4 separate regions of the Mus musculus genome follow, and regions 2, 3 and 4 are each linked to region 1. A link is a contact called in public Hi-C and promoter capture Hi-C data. All regions are on one chromosome and are shown on one strand. Each heading gives the region's core, a stretch centred on a gene start, on an enhancer-like site or on the middle of the called end of the contact. The rest is flanking DNA. Distances are from core to core; before and after follow the strand shown.

The links. Promoter capture Hi-C pulls out the DNA fragments that hold promoters and counts their contacts. A called contact is a pair of places that touch in the nucleus more often than the background predicts.
Region 2: a promoter capture Hi-C map of liver shows a contact between it and region 1, with 3 times the contacts expected there. The contact joins the promoter of Cd1d1 here to the promoter of Tmem131l in region 1. A contact is called at or near these places in 3 of 39 promoter capture datasets (liver and pre-B cells).
Region 3: a contact with region 1 is called in a Hi-C map of B cells, with 5 read pairs. The contact joins the promoter of Lrba here to the promoter of Tmem131l in region 1. A contact is called at or near these places in 1 of 39 promoter capture datasets (liver) and 1 of 484 Hi-C or Micro-C datasets (B cells).
Region 4: a promoter capture Hi-C map of pre-B cells shows a contact between it and region 1, with 10 times the contacts expected there. The contact joins the promoter of Rps3a1 here to the promoter of Tmem131l in region 1. A contact is called at or near these places in 5 of 39 promoter capture datasets (the C10 cell line, hippocampal neurons, liver and 1 more) and 1 of 115 datasets of contacts at active chromatin or transcription factors (astrocytes).

The regions. Positions count from the first base shown.
Region 1 is chr3:84,038,872-84,041,435 of GRCm38.p6, reverse strand. Tmem131l (transmembrane 131 like) reads left to right here and starts at 1,275. Exons shown (of 35, transcript NM_172681.4): 1 at 1,275-1,459; 2 at 2,051-2,121. The coding sequence starts at 1,336. Gm30352 (a long non-coding RNA gene) reads right to left here and starts at 1,215. Exons shown (of 4, transcript XR_867387.3): 1 at 525-1,215.
Region 2 is chr3:86,998,057-87,000,620 of GRCm38.p6, reverse strand. Cd1d1 (CD1d1 antigen) reads left to right here and starts at 1,292. Exons shown (of 6, transcript NM_007639.4): 1 at 1,292-1,429; 2 at 1,716-1,988; 3 at 2,271-2,549. The coding sequence starts at 1,369.
Region 3 is chr3:86,223,416-86,225,979 of GRCm38.p6, reverse strand. It overlaps Lrba (LPS-responsive beige-like anchor), which reads right to left and starts at 1,290. Exons shown (of 57, transcript NM_030695.2): 1 at 1,226-1,290; 2 at 476-911. The coding sequence starts at 691.
Region 4 is chr3:86,141,383-86,143,946 of GRCm38.p6, reverse strand. Rps3a1 (ribosomal protein S3A1) reads left to right here and starts at 1,279. Exons shown (of 6, transcript NM_016959.4): 1 at 1,279-1,439; 2 at 2,146-2,249; 3 at 2,521-2,564. The coding sequence starts at 1,378.

The DNA of each region.
Region 1 (2,564 bases), core at 26-2,525:
AATAGAAACCCAGAGAAGTGAAATGAAGAGGAAAAAAAGGGTCCAATGGGATAGGACAGGACATCCTTGCCAGGGATGCACCCAAGCAATCTGGGGGGGGGGGGAGTAAGAAATAATTGGAGCTGCTCAAGTTGGACAAAGCAAAATGACATTTCCATGTGGACATTTGCTTTTATCAAGTGTTAAGTATGGCAAAGAAATCAGGTGGTTTAACCTCATTTAGAGTTACATCCAGACAAAGAGATTAGGTTCACAGTATGGTATTATGAAGAGAGCATCCATCATTCATATTGTCCTTGACCAACATCTGACCTGCTATGAGACTACATTTTTTCCCATAGTCTAGACTGGAAGGCTCCAGAAGCAATTAAACAGAAGATCAATGTAAGCAGACAGGTGTACACCATCACTTCCTGAAGCTCACAGTCTCTGAGTTTCATACGAGCTACGTTTGCTGCACACAGCAAATCAACTTAAAAAAAAAAAAAACAGAGGCAGAAAATAAATTTCCAAGTATGACTTACACTACTTATTAATATTGTTAACTGGCAGGCGATCTGTGCCCTCCACTTCAACTACGTTTAGCAAGTGGCTGGCTCACTTTTGCAGTCTGATTCTGCAGGTCCATCTGCAGGGCTCTTGAAGGTCTAACCTAAGCTCTCCCACCTGTCAGGATTTGGACCGTCTCCACAGAGGGCGCTGAGCGCATTACCGCCACGCGGCGCTGAGGTCAGCCTCTCGGGTGTTGGGAGAGCTTTTTATTCTAAATTACAGACCTCGCAGCCACCGGATATCCTCGCTGCATAACAGGCAGTAGCTGTGCGGCTGCACTCGCGTTTCCTGACAACCACAGCAATATTTCCACTAATATCCTGTTCAAGGCCAAGCGCTGGGCTACGATTCATTCCCAGGACCCCTCCCCCCGGGGGGTTAGTGCCCCCACCGTGGCCCGGGTGTCATCGACAAAGAGAACCTCATGAAAGTTCACGACAACACCCTCTCCCCGTGGGCCGCGAGCCCCAGCCCCCAGAGTCAAGCTTCTGGGGGCCCTCGGGCACGTGCTGCGCGCTGTGAGCGTTCGCATTGTCTTCGTCCCTCCGCTCCCCGCCGCGTTCCATCCCCTTCTATCTGCGGAGCACACGCGCTCGGGAGCAAGCGGCGCGCCGGCGCTGAGCAGCAGTCCAACAGCTGCGGGGGCGGGCCCAACAGCGGGGGGCGGGCCCGGAGGCGGGGCGGGGCCAGGGCGCGGGGGCGGGCCCGGGGCGCGGCCTGGCGGCCGCGGCGCCACCAAACAAGAGAACAAGATCGCTGCGAGCGAGCGCGGCGAGCACCAGCATGGCGGGGCTCCGGCGCCCGCAGTCCGGCGCCTACCGCCGCACGGCCGCTGCCGTGAACCTTCTGCTGGGCGTCTTCCAGGTCCTGCTGTCCTGCTGCCGTCCGGGAGGGGCTCAGGGACAAGGTCAGCCCGTCGTCGGGGCTGGCTGTCCCCGCCGCCCCGCCCCCCCTTTCTTTTAGGGAACTGTTGAAATCTGTGAGGGTTCGCGGAGGAAGGGGACTCGGGCGGCTGGGGAAGACGGGCTGCTGCAGCCCTGCGACCGCAGCGTCCCCTCGGCGACTCTAGGCCGGGCCAGGAGCGGGCAGCGTGGGGCTCAGGGACCGCTAGCCGCGCACGCCCCGGAGCCTTTGTGCGCGGGCCCCTGCGCCCCGGGCGCATCCCCCGCTTTGTGTGGCGCGCGGGTGCCTCGCCGCGCCCGGCTTCCTGCAGCTTTGTTTCCCCCAGCCCGGTGGCTTGGGGGTCGCGCCGTGCTTGGTGCGGCGGCCTCATGCCCTGGTCTTGACCAAGCCCGCACGCCCTCATCTTCTGGACCCCGGGGTCCGGCTGGGCATTGTATTTGCATCCTCGGCTCACCCCTCGGGTGGCCTGCCCTGCGAGGGGAGAAGGAGACTTGTTTGGGGGCAGGCGGTTGGCACGAGGGGACGGGCGAGGAAACAGGAAGCGTTTCTTTGCCGTGCATTACAAACGCGGTGTGTTTTTTTGGTGTCCGTGCAGCGTTTGAGCCCTTGCCGAACGTGGTGGAGCTGTGGCAGGCAGAAGAAGGGGAACTCCTGCTGCCCACTCAGGTGAGGAGGACCGGTGACAGGGCGGGTGTGGGCGTGTGAGGGAGGAGAGGCCTGGAGGTTGCCGGCCTTCCCCCCAATGGCACAGGAGCGCTCGGGTCACTTTGCAAGGCAAATAAACGGTCGTGCCGAGCCTGAACACCTGGCAACGGTGGCTCTTCAGCCTGGCTCCCGCGCCATGTGACAGGGTGTGAGTCAGGGCCGCCCCAAGTTCAGAAGGTGGGTGTCCAGGCCACCTCAGCAGGGTTGTGTGTCTCACAGCCTTGCGCCTGGCTAGTGGCGACTTCCTTGGCTCGTTAGTGGGCCAGGGTGGGCGGAGGACTCGCTTCTGGGTCTCCACGGCTGTCTCTAAGCAGGCGGGTGTGGTGTGGATGGCAAGTGGCTGGAGGGTTGAACACAATGGGAATATTGATTTCATAAATGTTAGTGAGTGGTACTTTGCCATT
Region 2 (2,564 bases), core at 43-2,542, 3.0 Mb before region 1:
GGAGGTCAGAGGTCCCCAAGGGGTCTATTTGTGCAGAGATCTGAGGAAGAAGCTGTATCTAAGGGACGAAAGCATGTGAGACTTAGAGTAGGGTCCCAAACGATGCTCCAAGGCAAGCCAGAGCATGGGCAGAATGATCCTAGAGGCTATACCGATCAATGATGGGGTTTTTTCCTACCTCGTGGAAGGTATTTCATATAGTTGAAGCAGAAGGTTGCGGTTATGTTAAGGGTAGAGACATAGAGAAGAGGCCTACTTAGGAGACAAGGCAAAAAGACAGAGCAAAGCATACAACGGGGTGACTAAAAAGGAACGAGGAAGATGGTATCAGGATGCTTGCTGCAGGAGTACGATTTACCAAGGATGACTTCTCCTTTCTCACAGTAACTGAAATTTTGAGCAACTGTTTTTGTCACTACTTGTTTTAAGCGTGAGAAGTTGGGAATGGCCCTACAAACTCACAGGCGCGCCCTGTAATCTTACCTCTGTTCTCAAAAACAAGAGGTTCGGTATTTGCGAGTGAGTGGGAAAGACATCTGTCTGCAGGTGTATGGCCCGTGTTTTCGCTGTGCTGAAGCGCTTCGAGGGGGCACATCTCGTCACTTTTGGCTTTTCCTCACATCAGACTGACACAAGTCTTCGATTTTCGCAAATCATGACAGTACAATATACAGAACAAAATAAAAACTAAAAATAAAATATGCCTGTACTCTCCCAAAATGGAGTCGGGGACAGCCAGAGGGCAGGTAAGGCAAGGGAGAAAAGAAACCAGGGTAAGGGGAAAAAGAATCTGACATGGGAAACTGTGGGCATACGAAAGCTATGAAGGAACTTAACCCGCCTAGTCCTATCCTCTCAATGAACCACTAGAAGAATCACATCTATTATTATCATTATCATTATTTTAATGTGATATTTATAGATATCTGGGAGGATCCAAACTTGTAAATGGAGCACCTGCAGACAGCCCCTGCTAGCTAGACCAAAACGTCCCTTCTATTTTTCCCCTTGCATTTTTAATACCATCGGAGTTGTAACCGAAATACAATTTTGTCTTGCTTTCGATATTGAGACGATAGTCTCAACCTCATTCTTTAGTATAACGGAAAGACATTTTTGTTGTTGTTGTTTTGTTTTGTTTTGTTTTGTTTAAAAGTGGTTTGCGTAGCGGTTCTGAGTAAAGCTGCACTCCAACCCTCAACTACCAGGGGGTTTGGCTTTGTCAAAGAGTAATTTACCAATCGTGCCTGCGCGTCCTTCCGGGTTTTGCTGGCTCTGCACCAAAAACCCCAGAGCCTTTGTGTACCAGTCCGGGAGCAGAGTAAAGCGCAGAAGTCGGAGCCGAGGGCTGTGTAGAACTCTGGCGCTATGCGGTACCTACCATGGCTGTTGCTGTGGGCATTCCTACAGGTCTGGGGACAATCTGAAGGTGAGTGAGTAAAAGCGCACACAATCTAGAGAAGGGAGGAAGGGAGGGAGAAAGAGGCTGGCTACAAGCTCTGTGCAGTAGTGGGCGGGTGGAGGTGGGCTTCCCGGCTTGCAACAACAGTGGGAGGAGCAATGTATGGCTGCGGCTCAGGGCTTAGCTCAGTTCAGAACTACACTGAGCCTGCCTTTCCTTCCGCAAGCGCAGCTAAAGCTGAGCTTTTTCCTACTGCAGTCTGTCCTCAGACTGAGCCCACTCGCTAAGTTCTTTCCTTTTCCTTTGTTTCCAGCCCAGCAAAAGAATTACACCTTCCGCTGCCTGCAGATGTCTTCCTTTGCAAACAGAAGCTGGTCCCGCACAGACAGCGTGGTCTGGCTGGGGGATCTGCAGACTCACCGTTGGAGTAATGACTCAGCCACCATCAGCTTCACGAAGCCATGGTCCCAGGGCAAGTTGAGTAACCAGCAGTGGGAGAAGTTGCAGCATATGTTTCAAGTCTATCGAGTCAGCTTTACCAGGGACATACAGGAATTAGTCAAAATGATGTCACCTAAAGAAGACTGTGAGTGGAGGGGTTGGAACCCTGAACCCAGTGGGCAGGAGTGATCCAGACCCCAGCTGGATAACTGTGGGCATCGGGCATAGCTTCTCTTCTCTGTCCACCCTTATGGTTTTACTTCTGTCTAAAAGTAACCCTTGTCCCTTCTAAAAATAGCCCATTTCTGCTCTAGGGCACCATGATCATTTTCCTCAACTGGCACTTAACGATAATCTTCATACCAATTCCTTTCTTCCAAATCCCTTAATCATGAACTCTTTGGTCTCTGCCTACTCCTCCTTACAGATCCCATTGAGATCCAGCTGTCTGCGGGCTGTGAAATGTACCCTGGGAATGCTTCGGAAAGCTTTTTACACGTAGCATTTCAAGGAAAATATGTCGTGAGATTCTGGGGAACGTCCTGGCAGACAGTCCCAGGGGCCCCATCTTGGTTAGACTTGCCCATCAAAGTGCTCAACGCTGATCAAGGGACAAGTGCAACCGTGCAGATGCTCCTGAATGACACCTGCCCCCTATTTGTCCGTGGTCTCCTAGAGGCAGGGAAGTCAGACCTAGAGAAGCAAGGTCAGCTGGCTATTT
Region 3 (2,564 bases), core at 41-2,540, 2.2 Mb before region 1:
GAACATGAATTCTGTATTTAAAACTAACTATAGCAAAACATAACTTAGGCAAAAACTTACATTAGCTCCCAAGTCCAAAAAAAAAAAAGTCATTTATTCAAAATATTAAAGAGAAAAATCGCAGGCTTAAACATACACTCCAAGAGGAAAAAAAAGTTACATCCAAATTCTCCATTGAACACCTGACTACACACACACATGCACACACATACACACACAAATATACTTCCACATCAACACTTGCTTAATTAGCACAAAGGTGATCTGTTCATGTTCATTGAAAACCTGAAGCATCAAATTTTGCATAATTCTCTTTAAACTGAAATACAAGTAATTGCTCCATTTAGGTCAAGTAGAATTTTGTGTCTATCCGTGGAAAAAGCCATTAGATTGAGTGAAGCACATGACCCCAACTTCGTCTTGCTCCCCAACTCACCGAGAAAAGTATATGCTTATAAAATATTGATCTACTTACCAGGTTAAAGACAGTTTCTACAATATCCCTATTGGACACTTCTCCAACTTCAACCAACCCCGTCAGCACGGCGAATTTCATTCTGATGCCCCTGATGGGGAGCCCCGGCTTCAGAGACAGCGCACCCCCTTCCGTAGGGGTTTCTTCTTTCCCTCCACCTCCCCCGTCATCACCTGTTGGTGGCCGGGAAGGGGCACGATTGTCTTCACTAGCCATGACTAGTTCACGAGAAAGGACAAGTCAGAGTCACCCTGGGCCAGCAGTCGCTGCACGGAGAAGAGGCACCAACACACACGCAAACGCTAAACCAAAAAGGGTCTCTGTTCCAACTTGCGGAGAAACCCAAAAAAGCAGGAAAGTCCTTGGTCGTCGCCCTCCTCCTCTTGGAGACTATTTGTCCAATCTCTCTCCCGGAGGCTGACAACAACGCCAAAGCCTATTGGAAGATTAAACATCTGTTAAATAGGGTAGGTCTGTCGTGGGATTTTTTAGGGAGGAGAGGGAAATAGTTACTGTCTGTCAAATAAGTTACTAAGGGCACCCCAAGGGCCAGCCGGCCGGCCGCTCCTCCCGGGCTCCATCGCCCGCTCCGCCGAAGGCGGGTCCTCCAGGCCGGCGAGCAGGCTCACTCCTCCCCCCCCCCCCCCAGCCCGCGCAGGTGGTGGGCGCGGGCAGGTGCACCGCGGGGGACTGTCGCCGGCAGAGGACGGGGGGCCCCTGCGACCACTGAGGTCCAAAGTTCCTCCTCACCCGGAGACTCCGGCCTCGTCCTCACCCCCGCCGGGGCGCAGCGAGACGGAGGTGGCGGCGGAGATCCAGGGCAGGAAAAGGCGGGGGAAGGGGGCGGTGATTCTCCTCAGCGCTCGGCCCAGGGGGAGGAGTGGAGCACCTCGCCCGGGCACCTGAGCTCGGCTGAGGAGAGGAAGGGAGGTGTGTGCTGGGGCGGGAAGGCAGGCCCGACGCGCCTGCGGGGACGGGGACAGGGACCGGGACGGGACCGGGGAGAGAAAGGTCAAGGCACCTGGTCGCAGCCTTCAAGTTTCCCTAGTCCGCTCCCCGGGAGCCCGGCGGCTGCCTAGAACTCCGTGCTTCCCTAGGCCGCCCCACCCCTGCGCTCAGCCCTTGCAAACGCAGCTACTGCAGGCGGGGGCGACGCCGCGGCTCGTGCCGCCGCGGTGGCCGAGGATGCTACTGCCACAGAACGCCGGGCTACGGCGCGCGGGACTACCCCTATGCCTACTGAAGCTGCTCCTCGCCGCCATGACAGCGCCGAGGGCCGCCGGGCGCGGCGTGCGCGTGCGCGAGCGCGAGCGCGCGGGGTGGTGGGGCGGGCGAGCGAGCGAGCGGGCGGGCGCCCTAGCGGAGGCGGCTTAGTAGGGGACGTGCGGGCGGGCCCGGAGAATCGCGGGTGAGTGGCGGAGCAGAGCACGCGCGCTCGCTGGAGGTGCCACGCGGGCGGGAGCGCGCCTCGAGAGCGCGCTGCTCAGGTAGAGCCGCGAGCGGCGCGCTTTTCCCTCGCACTCTTCGCCCAGACTGTGCTTTGGCGACGAACGGGAGGCGGGTGCTGTGCAACAGCAGGTCTCTGAGCGCCGAGGGTACCCGCCCCACGTTGTCAAGGTGTCCTCGTGTTGGACTTGGAGAAGGACACCTGAGGGACTTAGGAGTCGTTGAGGTGGCGGCGCTGGAGCCTCTGGGGAGCAGTCTCCACCCCTGACTGAGCTCAGCTGCTGCCTGCCCGCCCGCGGCGCTAACTGGGAAAGATTTCCACTGGGATGCCCTGGCAGCTGCCGCTGCTCGGAGGGGAGGGACAGCGACTGGGAGGATTCCTTGCCTGGCAGCTGCCGCCCCAGCAAAGCTCTCCCACATTCTAAGGAGTAGAGGATTCATTCCTCAGACAGCTGCTCGGAGCTGTGGAGGCGGGATTCACCGGGGGGGTTGGGGGGGGGCTGGAAATGGGAAAGGGGGTTCCTCTCAATTTCCCAGTGTGGAAGTTAAGTTTGCCTCATTATAGATGCTTTTAAATATATATAAATGAGGATTTGAAGCCAGTACAAATTGTCATAGTCTAATGTTGTCATTCTCTTCACTG
Region 4 (2,564 bases), core at 30-2,529, 2.1 Mb before region 1:
TGGCTTAGTGGTTAAGAGTAGTAGTGACTGCTCTTCTAGAGGACCCAGGTTCAATTCCCAGGACCCACATGATAGCTCACAACTGTCTGTAACTCCAGTTCCAGGGGATCTGGGACTTTCACACAGACAAACATGCAGGCAAACCATATAAAATAAAAATAAAGACATCACTTTTAAAAGTGGGGAAGGGGTGGTTTGCATTAAGAAAATTGGTGGGCAGTTAGGTACAACAATTGATCACGACTGTGCCTTTTTGGGGTGCTAGAGATGGAATCCGTTGTCTCAGGCATGCTGAGGCTTTTCCAGGACACCACTCTAGTCCCCACTCCACTAAAAACCCAAACACTCCTCCTATCCCAGAAAAAACAAAACCAACCAACCAAAAACCCAGGGCTGTCGAGATGGCTCAGCTGGTAAAGGCACCTGCAGAGACCTCTCAGGCAGTGAGGAGGCAGGGCACATTGTATGGCAGCGCTGCGGGCCAGTGTGCGCAGGATGGCAGCCTCTCCCTGAGCCTTATACCCACATAGTGGAAGAAGAGAACCAACTCTTGAGAATAGGTCTCTGACCTCCACACAGAGACCTGTGAGGCACAGGACCACACACATAGTCATACAAAAAAAAAATGTGATTACAAATGTGTAAGAGTTACATATGTATATATGTGTGTGTGTGTATATATATATTCTCTCCTCTCCCCTTCCCAGTCTGTCTTGCTAGGTAGTTCAGGCTAGTACTCACCATATACTCCAGGCTCTCCTCCAACTTGCTGTCCTCCTGCCTCCAGAGCTCTGGGATTGCACACACGGCTAAGCCTCTTTTTTCATGAAAGTTCACAACACAGCCAAGCCCAAGAGTAGTCAGCACGTGAACAGCGTGCCCGAAGTCATGCTTATTGAATTACACTAATGTTTTGAAATAGATCACATGAATATTCCCGTTTTACACCCGAGGGAACTGATGGCTAAAGAGGTCAGAAGGCTAAGTACTGTTGGAATCACCATTTGAACATGGATTTGCTATCTCTGATTCAAAGCCCATGGTCTAGGGAAGAAACGTACTCTCAAAATTAGAAACAGAGAGTTCCCACCCTCGGGGCAACGGAAACCACAAGAAACCTGAAGTGGGTTGAGCATCTCTGACAATCTGCAGGCTCCCATGCACAGCCTAGCCAGCCCGCGGCCCGCTGCGCGACCTCCCGACACACGAGGGCGCTGTCGCAGCACGGCGGGAAACGAGCCGCCAGCTAGTGTCGCGAGATTCTTAAAGCCGGAAGGGCGAAAGAGCAAGGGTCACGTAGACGGCGCTCCCCGCCCGGCTCGCGTTAAGTTCTCGCGCGAGTTGTACTTCCGCCCTTTTGGCTCTCCGGTCGGCACCATGGCGGTCGGCAAGAACAAGCGCCTGACGAAAGGTGGCAAGAAGGGAGCTAAGAAGAAAGTGTGAGTGGCGGATCGCGCGGGTCCCCGGCCGTTGGGCTCCGCAGGAGTTGGTGGGCGGGTTCTGGGGTGCGGCGTGGGGCGGATGGTGAGGATGCGGGGTGGATTGCGCGGCGGTGCTGCGCTGCGCGGCTGGCGGGTGCGTCCCGGGCGGCCGCCTCTCCGCCACCCGGCCGGGTGTCGCGCGCCGCGTGTGATCTCCGCCCTGCGTCTCTAGCAGTCGCTCGCGTGTCGCGCGCGAACTGTGGGCTCCTGGGTTGCTGGAAGTCCGTGGCACTTTTTAACACCGCTCTACGTCAGTCACTCTGGCTGTCCATGTCGGGACCCCATGTCAACTTGTGTGCTGGGCTCTCGTGGGACCGACCTGGAGACCCGGGACACTTGTTTAGCAGCAGTTTGTGCTGTTGCGGACCAGTCACTGTCACAGGTCCCTGAGGTTCCAGGGCAGTGTGTATATAGTACTGCCTGTGTGATGGAGGAGTGGGGAAGGCATGGCTTCGAACTTACTGCTTTGTGCACTGGCAGACCAGCCGGCCTCGCAGACGTTCACCCCACGGGGAGGACGTCCGTCGTGTTAAGTGCAGGCCGATTGCAAGATCGTGCCTGGGAAACTGTTAACAGAAGTCTGAAGGATAAGAAGCGTTTAAAAGTGGTCGGGAGTGTTGTTACAATTTACAGAGAAACTTGAGGTTATTTTTCTCCCATCCAGGGTCGATCCATTTTCTAAGAAAGACTGGTACGATGTGAAAGCTCCAGCCATGTTCAATATTAGGAACATCGGGAAGACACTAGTCACGAGGACTCAAGGAACCAGTGAGTACTGTGGGCCCCTTTTGCTTTGTTCCTAAGCTGTGGCATGTGCATATTAACCGGCGCCTTGGTCAACTCTGATGGGGCGCTGGATTGAAATGTCAGCCCAGTGGTTGGAGGGCCTGGCATTGGGAGTGCTTGGTCTTAGTACAGATGTGGCAGCAATGAAGTGTTTGTACAGCTGTCCAAGAGAACGTTTAGGTGTTGGCAGTAAGCCACTGGTGTGAAGGTGGGTTTGGTTAACAAGTTAACAGGGTTTGTGGTTCTTTTTTAGAAATTGCCTCTGATGGCCTCAAGGGTCGTGTGTTTGAAGTGAGC